3 separate regions of the Danio rerio genome follow, and all the other regions are linked to region 2. The links are chromatin contacts, called in public Micro-C maps. All regions are on one chromosome and are shown on one strand. The core of a region is the stretch at or near the end of the contact, and the rest is flanking DNA. Distances in the headings are between cores, read along the strand shown. Region 1 holds the start of cipca (CLOCK-interacting pacemaker a). Region 2 holds the start of slc35f4 (solute carrier family 35 member F4). Region 3 holds the start of zdhhc22 (zDHHC palmitoyltransferase 22).

What was found. Hi-C and Micro-C count contacts between places; a contact is called where the count stands out from the background.
Region 1: a Micro-C map of caudal fin shows a contact between it and region 2, with 9 times the contacts expected there. The contact joins the promoter of cipca here to the promoter of slc35f4 in region 2. A contact is called at or near these places in 3 of 18 Hi-C or Micro-C datasets (caudal fin, hematopoietic stem cells and an unstated tissue) and 1 of 4 datasets of contacts at active chromatin or transcription factors (caudal fin).
Region 3: a contact with region 2 is called in a Micro-C map of caudal fin, with 5 times the contacts expected there. The contact joins the promoter of zdhhc22 here to the promoter of slc35f4 in region 2. A contact is called at or near these places in 2 of 18 Hi-C or Micro-C datasets (caudal fin and hematopoietic stem cells).

Annotation. Positions count from the first base shown.
Region 1 is chr17:49,742,215-49,745,225 of GRCz12tu, reverse strand. cipca (CLOCK-interacting pacemaker a) reads right to left here and starts at 1,632. Exons shown (of 4, transcript NM_001327903.1): 1 at 1,471-1,632; 2 at 880-995. The coding sequence starts at 925.
Region 2 is chr17:49,570,489-49,573,406 of GRCz12tu, reverse strand. It overlaps slc35f4 (solute carrier family 35 member F4), which reads left to right and starts at 1,446. Exons shown (of 8, transcript XR_012393006.1): 1 at 1,446-1,772.
Region 3 is chr17:49,761,689-49,764,909 of GRCz12tu, reverse strand. zdhhc22 (zDHHC palmitoyltransferase 22) reads left to right here and starts at 1,316. Exons shown (of 3, transcript NM_001424010.1): 1 at 1,316-1,670.

The sequences.
Region 1 (3,011 bases), core at 383-2,882, 170 kb before region 2:
GTTTATATTTTCCACAGAATTAACCACAGAATTACAGATTAGAAAAATATCAATCTGTAAACATTTTTTATACTTTAAATTAGGAAAATAAGCATGTGTTATGGATCTGACCAAAAAAGTATGCGAGTTTATAGTATACAACATGCTTCGTAGAAATTCTGTAAATTAAACTGCACAACCCAAAAGAAACTATGCTCATCAAAAGCCAAAGAGTTGACTCTATAAAACAAAAATAATTGATTATTTAACATGTTTGTATTTATGAAGAAAAACAGCTTCGTTATGAATGTGACATCTATCCGATATGAATGTGACAGAAGCGAAATTAGCACTAATGTGACTTTGGTAAATATAATTGTTTGAGAACATTGCAAAGACAAGTTTGAGTATTTTTACAGTCCTCTAAAATACAAGCCTACCCCCATAAAAATGGGGTTATACCCTTAATTATGTGCTGTGTTTTATATATCCAGCCAGTAACATGGGAATTAGTTAGAATTGTGCCACTGAATTAGTGAAAGTCAAATCAGGGCATCACATTTTGCTTAAAACAATAATAATAATTAATGAGGTTGCTTTTATAGTCGCACTTAGTCATAATTTAGTGACAACTTGTGACTTGCTCCATATATCCTTTACCAAAGTACTTACCAAACTAATATTCAGATGGAAATCTTATGTAAGTATGAATTGAAAACAACATCAGGACTATTTATTTAACAGTGAACAAAATTGTACTTTGATAGTCATTGGCTGCTAAATATGATTTTACTATTTGGAATTTGCAAAGAATACTTTTCAGAAATTATATTATAAAGGAGAAATTCTGAATGTGCGAATATAAAATTTTAAGTCTAGAAAACCAGGTCAATGACTAACCTGAATCTTTGTCGGTGTCACTGGAGGCTTTCCGTTTGTTGCCCATGTTGAATCTTCTCTGGTGGTCCGATTTGTTTGATTTTAGTCTATCTGTACAGCCCTGATGCAGGCCGTGACTGAAAAAGACAAAGCCTTGGAGTCAATAAAAGAAAGTCAAAACCATGAAAGATGATAGCCTACTGTAACGTGAACACATTTATAACGGTGATATCAGTGAAATACAGCTCCAAACTGACAGTTGTACGCATTTAAACACCAAATATAAGATGTATTAATACAAAAATAGCTTTGGGATTAATTAGCAAGCACTACTACAATTTTGTGTTAGTAAACAAACAGCCCATGAATGAATCATAAGCAGAGTGCCATGTAAACATTTCCATAATAACCTAACACAGTGTTAACAAAAACATATTAACAGTTTAAATTCTGCATTAATAAAACAATAACTATGTTTTTAATCTAACGTTAAGTTACTTTAAACAGAGTCTGAATGTCAAGCTTCTGCAGCACTTGATACACGATGTTAAACACGAGACTCTCACAGTAACACACGATACAATATCAAACGCACGTTTTATTAACACTTACCAATAACAAATATTCTTTCGAAGTCGCTTTCTTGCTGAAGTCTGTGAACGAACTGACGGTTGACGGTCTCAAACTGAGCTTATATTTCTGTTGTTGTGGAAAACGGATCGTCTACACTGCAACGTGAGTTTACAAACTTCGCTCCGCCTCCTGCCCTGGCTTAAATGGCTGTTACCAGGGGAACAGCCTAAACGTCACTTGTTTTACGATGCAAGATCCGCCTTAACATTTGCATAGCGCGTTCTGATTGGCGCAGAGCTGAACCCTTGCGACTGTAAACGTGACTGAAATGTGGTGTGAAATCTGTACTGCTGTGTCAAGTGTGATCCAGCACGCGCCGCGGCATCATCTTAATAATCCCATTATAATGTTCACTGCATGCAAAAATAGGGCACAGAATTAAAAGTACGTTACAAGTTGTGCTTACAAAATATAATAATTATTACTATTAATATTAATACTGGTAATAGTAGTAGTAGTATTCACGTGCTAGTACTGTTTTAAAATGAAAAAAGTAAGTAAATTAGTTTGATACGGTATTAAATAGTTCTTTAAAGGTATTAACTAGCCCTTTATCCATCCAGTACTAATTCTTTTAACCTGAAAACGCATTCTTAAGAACTTATGATATTAATATTAAATTATAATAAGAATTATATTAAGTCAGTTATAAAGTTACCAATAATTCATTCCACAATGTCATGCGCTAATATACATAGAATTTGGCAAGGTGCAACACATGACAATACTGTATATAAGAAACAAAAAACACAATCTTCAAAACAAAATCCCCTCTTAAAGCAAACATGAATGTTTAATTTGTACTCCCCTGGTACGAAACAAAACTTGGGGACTGTCCAGAAGAATTCATAAATAATCTGTATGTAATTTCAGGTTACCTTCAGCATATACCAGGGTTCTTCTTTAAATTTATGCAGTTAAATGTTTCTTTTTCTGTCCACTAGGTTCTGTACTGCCTTCATAATATTCAGATTTGGACACTGTGGAGGCCATTTTAAGACTGTGTTTCATCAGCCGTTTTTCCTCTTTAAATAAATATTAATCATATATTATAATCAGAACAAAAATATAAATAAACTTTTTTCAATCTGTATTTCTGGTACACTATAATAAAGAGAGTGATTAATAAATAAATATGTGAAAATTGAAATCTGAGAAATGAGATTAAAGATTGAAAAAAAGCTTTCCATTGATGTGTAGTTTGTTTGATATTTGTATAATGTTAGTTAGAATAACTGGCTGAGATTTTTAACTATCTGGAGAAAACTAAAACTATCAGAAAATCTGGATTCTGAGGGTCCAAACAAACCTAAATATAGAGATTTAAAGATTTCATATATTTAAAGTAGCAAATTTACAAAATATCTTCACAGATTAGAATCTTTACTCAACATTCTAATGATTTTTGGCATAAAAGAAAAATATATGTGCAATATTAGACAGGTTTTGTGGTCCTGTATCTAATATAGTAATTTCCATCACTAGCAACAAATGTAATGGTGGCCTAAAACTTTGACACA
Region 2 (2,918 bases), core at 197-2,696:
GAAGAGAATGTAAATTAACCAATGATAAACCAGACATGATGAGACTACACGTGTTTATACAGTAACTTTGCAGTTTAATTAGAATTTTAATATCACAATAAAGTTATAAAATGTTTCCCTTGTCAGACTCAGTCCACTACTATATAGTAGTGTGGTTGTGAATCATATCCAGTCTTTTTCAATCAATATCCAACGTGCGATGATGTGTATATTTGAAATGGATATATGGCATGCGTACTATACTATAGCCTTCTACATTTCACAACAGTAAACTAACACTCAAACTGTTGCCATAGATCACAACAGAGTTTTATACATAAAACGACTGAAAATTTTGACCATTTTCATTTTGATGTAACTGATAGTATTATTGACTTAAATATTTTGAGAGCAATCTAAAAGCTCTTTTTATGCTCTAGATATTTGGCATCTCCTTTACACTTTAAAACTGCGTATGACTAGTTGGCATGTAATAGTGTGCAATGCACAAGACCATATGCCTTCTCACTGCAGTGCCTTGAAAGTCAGTGCAACACTGCATGATAAAATATTTTTGGGGAGGAGCCTAATAACATGATTATGACACGACGATGCACTCGTGTCTCTGTTGCGAAAACGACTCCACTGCGTCCACTCTGAATCTTAAGCGAATCGTTGTTTTGAACAGGTTCTTTTCTTTGATTCATTCGAACCGAATCCCAAGAGTCAAACTGTGAGGCGAGTGTTATGAACTACAAAGGAGTAATACGCACTTTACTATAAGGTTTATTAGTTAATGTTATTTCATGTATTTACTAACATGAACTAAGAATGAACAAAAATTGTACACCCTTTATCAATAGCTCCAAATGTAGTTCATTTTTAAAATCTAAAGTTGTGCTTTCTAACGTAATATTACCTAATGTAATGGGTTAACAAAAACAATAGATGACTTTATTCACATTATCTAACTCTTACAAGATAGAACATTTCTGAGATAATATATTGTTTAGCCTACTTATGCATTACATTAACTAATAGAACCTTGTAAAGTGTTACCGTAAAATGTTAACAAAAAATGTATTTAATCCAAAAAAATAAATAAATAAATAAATCATAGAGAATAGTGATTTATGAAACTGAAATGAAATATTCTTACAAAACTGCTACAAAATTAAAATTATACTTGTTAAATCATGATAATCACAAATAAATAACTAATGGTTTTGCTACAGTACCCACAGTTGATATCTGTAGAAAATTGTGGTGATGCATAATTACACTCTTACTACAATAAAAACCATGGTCGATTTCCATGAGGATGAATTATTCAAACGAACCGATTCGCCGGAATGAATCGGATCTCCCTGTTCTGGCAACCATCTGTTCGGAGCATCGTGACGCCACCTGCTGTCTGATGCAGGAACGGCGCTGAGCAAGTTTCACACAACCCTGAGCGACTCCTCAAAGCAACGTGTGCTGGAATTTGACTCGGGTGATGCTCTCAACAGCGGGTTTCGCATGTTTATCGCTTGTGACCTGAAAGCTGCCGTTTTGCCCGTGCGGAGGTAAAATGAGCAGCCCGGAGATCCAGGATTCGGGAGAGGAGCCCTGCTTTCGCCTGGAGCCCCTACCGGGCAAGAGCCCGCACCTAACGGGCAAGGCGTCTCCGCAGGTGACCAGCCGCTGGGATGCGCCTCAAGTGACGGCCAACGGGCTGCATGACATTGAGGATCGGATTTTACGAATCACCGGCTACTACGGCTATAACCCCGGATACTCCAGCCACAGAAGTAAGTGTTTATAAACACGCGCAATAATAGATGCAATAGTGATGGTGTCAGGATCAAGTCACTGCTGTCTTCTCACGGGTGGCCTTGAAAGAAGAACGTATGCAATCTGAATGTGAAGGGAAAACACTTGCTGTGAAGAATGTTTCATTTTGTCTTTATGGAGCTTTGCTCGTAAGTTAGGTGCTTTCTGTGTAATTCAGTTCAGTTGACAGAACTTTCTGTCGAAGTTTTGAATAGAATAGAATAGAATAGAATAGAATAGAATAGAATAGAATAGAATAGAATAGAATAGAACAGAATGTGGAATATAAGATGGATGAGGTGAAATTTAAAATAGAATAAAATTAAAGGTTAAAATTAAAAATGTAATTATTGAAAATGGGAAAGACTGAAATACAGAGTAGAACAAAAATTGATATATAAAAAATTAAGAAATTAAAATAATCCAGATTATTTTGTGAAATCAACTTAACGCAAGTAAAAATAAATGACCTAAATAAATGCACATTTTCTTTGTGGACAGTTTAAATTCATCAATGATTCATCAGTGATTTAGTGTCAACAAATAAAAATATCTTACAAAGATTGTGTGGTAAATACATATGGCTTTTAATACCTTTTGTTGGGTAAAATGTTTTATAAAAATAATGTATGCTGCACATTACACCCACAGTAAGACAATGAAAATAATAAGAAATCATTAAACAAAAAGCAAACAAGGAATCACAAGCAATGGATAAAGCAACATGTGTGGTTGGACAGAATGCAATCATTATAGCAGACAGTCATTTGCTGAATGCTTATTAAAATGACAATGTGAATGGAGTAGCGTGATGATTGAATCCTAATTATAGGTCTCTGTCTTTCCTGAATTTCAATGCCCTCGGTCTATTTAAATGCGACTGAAGGAGTCTTGTTTCAGGGCAAATTTGAGGTTCTGCTTTTAATAGCGTGCAGGATATAAGTATATAGGCCTGTGTATTTTTTTTTTTTTTTTTGTGGCCAAGTGTAAGTGTAAGTACACACCACACTCTGGTCTCTGGTGTGCTGTTATTACACTGGTGCAGTATGCAAGTACATGAATCATGTCTAATGAACATCAGCATGTTTGACTGAATGTATTTGCATGTTTTGTATCTCTTAGTT
Region 3 (3,221 bases), core at 67-2,566, 190 kb before region 2:
CTGTTATAACGGCACACATGTTAAAAAATAGTTGGGTTTTATTTGGGCTCAGGCTCATAATTACGTTAATGTGTTGGACCAGGTCGGGCTCGGACACAAGGTGCACGGGTTCGGGTAGGGTCCGGGTTTAATTTTTTGGGCCCGATCTAAGCTTTTCCTAACAAACAAACAACGTTGCCTCAATGTAGCGACCTTCCTACAACGTTGTACCAACCTTGTTAAAAGGTTGAGGATCTACGTTATTGCCGAAGGTTGTCACAACGGTGTCATAATGTTGCCACTTTAACGGCCGTTGCTTTAGGTTGTGCTTAGGCGGCATGGACGACAACTGTACAACATTTACTCGTCATCTATGAATCAGTTTTAATTTTAACAGCCCGTTCGGCGTCTCATTCAACAACAACAGAGGAGACGTGAGTATTGCTTTATTTCTTCTTACTAAAGAAGACATCCGTGGTCATTTGTGTAGTCCTGTTGTGTCAAGCTCTGATCAGTTTTCTCTTGTTCTCTGCCTATTTTGACTTGTGGCTGCTGTGGATCCATCTCTGAACTGCATTCTCTGTTGGATTTCTTTCTCTGACTGCGTTCTCCACTACACCTGGCCTTTGGCTGCGCTCCACGGGCTGCTGTATTCTCCAGTCCAGAGCTTTGACATCCAGTGTTAATTATTTAATATAATCTAAACCTTTTTTCATACTGTTTGCTTGTAATTAGGTCTGTACTGTATGTATTAAATGTTGTGAAATATATAATAAAAAAGTTTGATTATATACGTTTGTGGGGCACTTACACTTTTAAGTTTACATATGCAGTTATTAAATTAAAAAAGGAAACATGAATAAACAATAATTAAAATGATTACTGCTTATCCTGTATTCTAGGCAGCATTGATAAACTCCCAGGAAAAGCGTTAATACATGTAGTAAGAACGTCTCATGGTTGCTGAATGTCACACGACAACGTTGCTACAGCCTTCTCACATCTTAAATTTCTATGCTGTAACAATGTAGAGAGCACATAAATGGCGACGTTGCCCTTGAAAAATTACAACGTTGTAGACATTGCTACAGCGTAGATGTGTTTGTTGGGTAGTCTCTGTAAAATAAAGATAGGATTTAATAAAACACAATCTAATGAATTAGTAATTATCTAAAAAGGTAAACGTAATAGTAAAAAATAAAAACTAGAATATAAAGAATAAGCACTAGTAGCTTATGGATAAGTGCTCATACTTAATGGAAAGTATACTACGGTAGCATCCTAAAAAAACGTGATACCCTACAATGCGCTATATGTTTAAATGGCTTGCCATACAACGTGCAGCTACATCGTAGACAAAACAACATGGTTCAGTGGTATTCAAAAAAGATGCGTATATAAAATGGCAAAGTCATGCAAAAAATACGTAAACACATTCATATTACCAGTGTTTTATACGTATTACTGTCTGTTATTACTATGTCTAGTGTTTCTGGATGCTGTCTTGTCTACACCAACAGGCGGTGCTAAACCACTGAGACACACCGCGAACAGATGCTCTGGGTATTACGAAATTATAACCAATTTGCCTTTTATGAATGAATCAAATGTGGTTTATCTGCTGTAGCACCGACGGCGAGGGATGAACTACGGTGTTGATACAGCGGCTCCTCTCCTTTAATCGGCGTCAGGTAAGCGAGCAACATCCTCATCCTGCTTCTGTTTCAAACAGATAGCTGCTGTATGATGCTTCAGGCATTGTATAATCGTCATAAACCATATCTTTAGCATATAATACTGCTTGTGGATTTAATTTGTGATGTGTATTAGAGCTCTACCAATTGTTTTAAGATCATAAGATGATGTTCAGACCCTTTTCTCCATTGTTGGAGATATTATCGCGTCATGATAAGCTGTACTGTACATGACACTTTAACGATGTTAATCGTGCAGTTTAACAAGTGATGGTAAATTAGCACACATATAAAAATAGATCGATGGATAAATAGAGTGCATTCTTTGATTAGCATATTTAATGTGCATATGTTTCTGTGTCAGATACTGTCCACAATTTCGTTTAAAGTTCATTCTTCAGCACTAAGCAGCACTGCTTTTTTTAGTCCTTCATGGCAACATGGACTCAACCACTGGCATAATTTTGGGGCGGGACTATTTTTTTTTGCCGACCAATGGAAGACGTGAGAATATTTAGGAAACATGTATGAAACGCATAATTTCTGCAGTAGTGATGTGCGATACCACTGGTTTACCACTATCCGATCCGATACCAAGTAAAAACACGGCGAGTATCGGCGATACCGATCCGATACCGATACTTTGCCTAAAATTACAGTTTGGAAAATTAAAGTATCAAATAATGTACTTTATACTAAATAAGAGACATATTACGGGTTATTCTTGTTTATTGAGGAAGAATTATCATAAAAAAAGAGCCAACTTACATATTAATTGACAGCATCTGAAAATGTATATCTTAAAACGCCTACCTGAACACCTTAACATAAAACGATAAACATTCTCACATTTTGGTCCCCTTGAAGATTTTTAACCTTTTTCCGTTGCTTTATCATTGTCACAAGAACCCAAGCCCCCAAAATACAGCCACATCGCCACATTTTCTCCCTCTGTACTTGGATAGCGCTTGCCTGCTGCGCCTAAGGACTTTAAAAGCGATGTCTGTCTTGCCCTAGCAGCACCTGTGCCTCTCCTTTCCTCCTCTTAATGAGCGCCTAGTTATGATGTTGTCATATTCTATCTTGTGATTTATATGTAGATGTTTGATTAGGTTTGTGGTTTTACCAGAGTACCTCACTGTTTTGTTACACGTGTCACAAACAGCATTGTTTGAGTTTATGGAAGTCAAGTAGCTTCACACATACTTCGCTTGCGGTCACCCACATTCAATGACTGCATGACTGAACAACAGGTGCCACGCCAGTGGACTGAGTGGCTAGCTACATGCTGTGCAGTTGTACAGTGCCATATTACGCACTTGACTTGGCAGGTGGAAGAACAAGTAGTTCCGACTAATTGTACATTATTCAGATAAACTAGGGTAATTGTGGTTGCTATACATTTGCTCCAAATTACTGAAATATCGATATTTTGATCAGATAATCAATTCTAAAACATACAAAGCTGGTATCGGAGATATCGATATTTTAGTATCGATCCGCATATCACTATTCTGCTGTTCAGTTTTGTAGTACAATTGATATTTA